Linked DNA regions of Mus musculus: region 2 is linked to region 1. Evidence: chromatin contacts called from public Hi-C data. All regions are on one chromosome and are shown on one strand. Each heading gives the region's core, a stretch centred on a gene start, on an enhancer-like site or on the middle of the called end of the contact. The rest is flanking DNA. Distances are from core to core; before and after follow the strand shown. Region 1 overlaps Gm39075 (a long non-coding RNA gene). Region 2 has its middle 12 kb from the start of Xylt1.

Evidence for each region. A called contact is a pair of places that touch in the nucleus more often than the background predicts.
Region 2: a Hi-C map of Sertoli cells shows a contact between it and region 1, with 3 times the contacts expected there. The contact joins two enhancer-like sites. A contact is called at or near these places in 41 of 484 Hi-C or Micro-C datasets (Sertoli cells, Th1 cells, adipose-derived mesenchymal stem cells and 23 more) and 4 of 115 datasets of contacts at active chromatin or transcription factors (astrocytes, embryonic fibroblasts, epiblast stem cells and 1 more).

Annotation. Positions count from the first base shown.
Region 1 is chr7:117,309,409-117,312,108 of GRCm38.p6, reverse strand. The region is part of intron 2 of Gm39075 (a long non-coding RNA gene); the gene reads right to left. Among named protein-coding and RNA genes, the nearest start is that of Xylt1, 70 kb to the left of the region's middle. Within about 2 kb of position 1,363, at least 24 of the 459 cell types and tissues checked have an H3K27ac peak or open chromatin away from gene starts, as enhancers often do. A contact at or near this core is called in Sertoli cells, where this site is marked.
Region 2 is chr7:117,367,520-117,370,219 of GRCm38.p6, reverse strand. No RefSeq gene overlaps it. Among named protein-coding and RNA genes, the nearest start is that of Xylt1, 12 kb to the left of the region's middle. Within about 2 kb of position 1,374, at least 10 of the 459 cell types and tissues checked have an H3K27ac peak or open chromatin away from gene starts, as enhancers often do. A contact at or near this core is called in Sertoli cells, where this site is marked.

The DNA.
Region 1 (2,700 bases), core at 114-2,613:
GTAGCAAGTCGGTCTCATAAGACATGTCTCTGAACTTTACAGAACTAATTTTCAACGGCACCACTATTTGGCTTCAAGAAGCAGTGGCAGGAATGGATTGATGGGCTCCAGTACTCATTCTATCTGGAGATCTCTGACTTACCCTACATTTTGGGGCAACTAAGGATGATTCTGCTAGGCTACAAAGTATTTAACCTAAAGTAAAAGTGGCACATGTACAGATCTTCACTCTGAGGTGGAGCAAAGGAAATGGGTGTGTGTCGAGGTGGTGAATATGGGGTGATGACTTTTTATGGCTCCTCAAATCTCACTCCCGAGACCGGACTAGACTGAAACTACAATTAGCCTGGGTGATTTCAAGCCAGACTTTTCTGCATAATGGCAACTTGGATGGATATTGAATATGTACATGTTTGACCCTTGTCATGTCAAAAGCACCTCCAACTCAGGAAACATCTTTGTTCCAATGACAATAGCACGGCAGGCAAGTCACAGTTAGAATTAGGCTATTCCATACTGCCAGACAATGCCAGCAAACGGGCTCCCTTTAAGTGGCATTCTTTTGTGGGCAATTGGCAGACAGGGAAGACACATTCCCTGGGCCAAGTTTCAGCTCCCCATTGGAGGGTTACGTGGTGATTTCACTTCTTGTATCCATGGGGACCCCAGTAGGTGTAGGCCTGGAAGGGAAGAAGATGGCATATAACATATGCCTCCTGGCAGAGGAGAGGAAGCCACAGAGATGAATCTGAAGACGTATTGATTAGAAGAGGGAGGGCAAAGAAGACTTTATTAAGGGCAAAGTGCCAGAGCAGGAAAACAAAAGACAAAAAGGCAAGAGTATCTCTCCTCCCACCTCCTACCTCCCACCTCTCCCTCTCCCTCTCCCTCTCCCTCTCCCTCTCCCTCTCCCTCTCCCTCTCCCTCTCCCTCTCCCTCTCCCTCTCCCTCTCCCTCTCCCTCTCCCTCTCCCTCTCTCTCTCTCTCTCTCTCTCTCTCTCTCTCTCTTCACATAAGAAGGAACACTTGGAAGATGATAAGGAGGAAACTAAGGAGAGGAGGCTACACTGGAACAGAAGGGCTGAAACAGCCTATTGGTTGTGCAAGGTCATCCCCTGGGATTCCACATGGTGACTCATCAGCTACAGGCAGCTTTGGATTTCAAAGAAATCCAGATGTGTTAGTAAAGAAGACTACAAGTCTGGTGAACAGGATAGAGAGTCTCATTGTTTCCCTTAAGAATTCCCTTAAGAACAGGGATTTGGGTATTTTTGGTAATTCCTTGTGGGTTCTCAGCCTTGCCAGCTTCAACTGTCAGCAGATGTCGCATCTATCTTCTGTTGGAAAAGGGTTTGCAGTCACTGGAACATTGACTTCAGAGGTTCCAATGGGAATGGAGTTTGTAGCCAACTGGAGTTTGGCTTTCGGGGTGTCTTAAAGCCAGGCTGCTTGGATGTTGAGTAGCATTGAGCCTCACTCTTGGTAATCTATGCTAGCACTCTGTTCTCACACTGCCAGTGTGTGAGATGCAGGCTTGAAGGATGTAGATTTTCATTCTCATTCCCCAGAGCCCACTCTGCCAGGATCCAGCACAACTCTTAGAGGCCTCTCCAGCCTTGTGCCCTTCCTTGTTATGATCTTTCCTCCCAGGTCCCCTCTACTACCACCACACTAGCAAGCTCGTTCCCATCTCAGGGCCTTTGAACTTTAATTCCTTCTGCCTGAAATTTGCCTCTTCCAGATACACAAAACTTTTCCCATAAATCTCCAGCTCTTTCCTTGCACAGCCAATGAATTACACTCCTGTCTCCTTCCATATCAGTTTTCTCCTAAGCACTTATTTCTAGCTAATAAAGGATAAATTAAAGATAAATTAATACAAATCAAACTGAATTCAAGAGTAACTAAATGAACACATGTAAACATTGCTTACTGATTTGCTTTATGCCTCATCTTCTGGTGCTTAGTAAAGAAGTGCTCTCTGGGAAGGCAGAAATATTGCCTGCCTGCTGCCTCCTGAGCCTTGGAGCCCTGGGACAGAAACCAGAATGATACACCAACCAATAAAGAAGTAATCAGGAATATGCATTGTGCTACCAGCCTTTCTCCCACTTCAGCAGATGCTGGTGAAGTGACGATATTTATTTTGGCTCATGGTTTCACCCAGAGTCAGCTGTTTCTCTGTCTCTGGGCCATGAGGCATCACAGCAGCACCACATTGCAAAGTTGTTTACCTTAAGAGAGATAGGAAACAAAGACAGATGGAGGCTAAGGACATAGTATATCTGCCTGGGGCATGTCCTAGTGACCCACTTCCTCACACTAGCCTCTGTTTCCTTCTCTCCATCCTCTCCCAATCCTGCTATTAATATTAAGGTTTCATCAAAGGATTAATCCTTTGATTAGACCAGGTTGCCCAAGGATCCAATCACTTCCCCAAGGCATGCCAGTTTATACCAAGCCTTTTAATACACAATCCTTCAGGGGAAGCCTTCATATCCCACAACAGGCACACAGGGCATTTAAAATGCTGAGGTTGTATTGGGGTCTGAGGTGGGTGGTCAGCGGTGAGCTGGGCTAATGCTCATTCAGTTTCCTTTCCGAGTTCAACAGTACATGCTCACATTGGTTCACAAAGAGAAGTCAGAGTTAGATGACAGATGCTAGGACCTCTTGGCAGGGGGTATATCTGAAGGTGTT
Region 2 (2,700 bases), core at 125-2,624, 58 kb before region 1:
AATATATGTATAAACTACGGCAGAGGAGAGAGATAAACTCAAAGCCTTTTCTGAGTGTTATCTATGTATTCTATCTATCTATCTATCTATCTATCTATCTATCTATCTATCTATCTACCTACCTATCTATTGTGATGCAAGAATGCCTTGCAAGTGCAAAGCAGGCAAGTGCTGCATTCCTCAGCCTTCTGGAAAGCTTGCTTTTAAGAAACACCATATTAACTCCCCACAAATCTAATTTAGGACAAAAGCAACATTGTTTCCTCAAAAAAACCCAAGGTAATAGAAATCTCAGGTCTGAAGGAAAATAAGAGACCTGCAACTTTATGGCCGGTCTGTCATCTGGCCACCTACATGGCTAATTTCTTCAAAGAAATTAAAACAAAAATGACTCAAGGCAAGAAAAAAAAATTGAGGAAACAAGTCACTAAAAAGAGAAGCAATCTTCACCCTTGACAAAGTTCCTCTATCAGAGATAAGCCTAGTGGCATATCACTGTCTATAAACACAAGGTCCCTACTGCTATTTGAATATTTCCAAATCCCAGGCAGGGCTCTCAGGCCTGACTTCCTGACACATCCATCTGGGTGAGGGTTGAAAACTGATGGCATCCCAGCTCCAACTCTGCCAGTTTCTATGCATCCAGCCTAGGCTGTCAGAGAAGCAAGCGGCTTCAGCACACAAGCCAGGGCCGCACCGTAGAAAACATGCACAGCTCAGATCCTTAATTCAAAGTCCAGGTCTGGGCCTGGAGATGCAGCTCAGTGGCAGAGTATCTGTATACTAAACAGAATTAGTCTGGCACGTGTAAGACCCTGGGTCCTATTTTTAGCACACACACAGACACACACAGACATAGACACACACACAGACACACACACAGACACACACACACACACACACACACACACACACACACTGTTCCAGTGAAGACAGCATCAACAGTAGAAAATAAACTTTACTTATGTACAGTAACAAAGCCTCTTAACCAAAGGAAGAATGTGTAATGACCATGCAGCGGCTAATCCAAGAATGTCAGGAGTCCGACACTGGCTTGAGTCAGAGATGGTCTCAGTGAAAGCCATGCTGCTGTTGCTATGTTAAAGAGGGAGCCAAGAAGCCTGCTTGATCATGTGAAAGCCATGTCTAACAGGACAGAGGAAAATTCTCACAGAAGGAAATAGCTTGAATATAACGAAGACCGTTAAGCCAAACTGTTGAAAATGGCAAAATTACAATCTTTAAATTATCACAGAAGTTCTTGTAAATGTGCCAAGGAAGGAAACAAAATGACCAGTGTAAGCACTGGAGAAGCCACAGCTCTCTGATCTTTTGTGCTGACAGCTTGCTTGTATAATAAGAAACTCAATGGACTCTCAGAACATGAAGAAGGGACGGAGGGAGGGAGGTAGGGAGGGGTAGCCTAACTCAGATCAGTATTTGTTGGAGCACCAGAAACAATGTAACTAAGCAGCTGCACTGCTAAGCACCTTCCTCTCTACCAACCTCGGTGCCCTTGAAGTGGGTATAGAGGGAAAGTGGTGTGCTCACAGCACTAGACACAAAGTATAATTTAGGGAGGCAAGTAAGGAGACTCCAGGAGCAATATGAAACAAACTTCTAAAAATAATTCTCAAAATATCATTGCATGTGGTCAAATGAAAATAACTACTGTTGTCTTGAGTGGGAAAATCTTTTAATAAGTAAAACTATTTAAAAAACAAAATTGTCAAACAATCTTGAAACTCCAGTATCAATTAAAATATTGATATTTATTTTTAATGGTGGTGAAGGGAAGTGGGTTACTGAGTTTATATATGTATTATACTTTATATTAATGTGGATCAGAAAATATTATGCTATATATTAAATATGTATTATATTAACATGCATCAGAAAGCATTGTGCTACATATTATATTGATACATATACTACTATGCTTTACATTATACTATGTATCATATAATATGAATCAGAATATATTGTGAAGTCCAATATAATCTATAAATATGGCATCATGGGTTTAGAATTAGGAAAAACTAGAACTCTGTAAGAGAACTCAAAGGCAGCCTTTGAATCAAGCAAGGAAGTTTTTTTTTTTTCCTGACTATATTGTCAACTGATTTTTTCATCAGAAGAAGGGGACACTGGGCTATGTAAAACAATTCCAGATGGACTAAAGCTTGGCTGTTGGTAAGACATTAAACAGTGGTGTTTTTAGAAGAAACAAACGTTGAAAGGATAGGTCTTTGGAAATAGGTTCTGACTGGGAGCAGAAGAGGCCTGGGAGGCTTGAGCAGGGAGGAGGTGGTGTGGAGCTCATGGACCCTGACAGGCCAGGGGAAGATGAAAAAAGATGCACAGCAGGCTAAAAACATTGGCGACACTGTATTTATCACTGGCTCCATACTGTGATAAATTCCTGACAAAAGCAACTAAGAAAGCGCTTGTTCCAGCTCATATTTTGAGGTGTAGCCCATTGTGCTGGGAAAGGCTCGGAGACAGGAGCATGAGGCAGCTGGTCACACTGCGTCTGCAGTCAGCAGAGAGATGAATGTTGGAGAGAGCGGTAGGGTACCATCCAGAACCCCAGCCCATGGGACTGTGCCACCCACACCTAGGGTCGCTCTTCCCTCTTCAATGTAACCTAGAAAGTCTTACAGAGTGCATTTCCATGGTGATTCTCAGCCCCATCGAGTG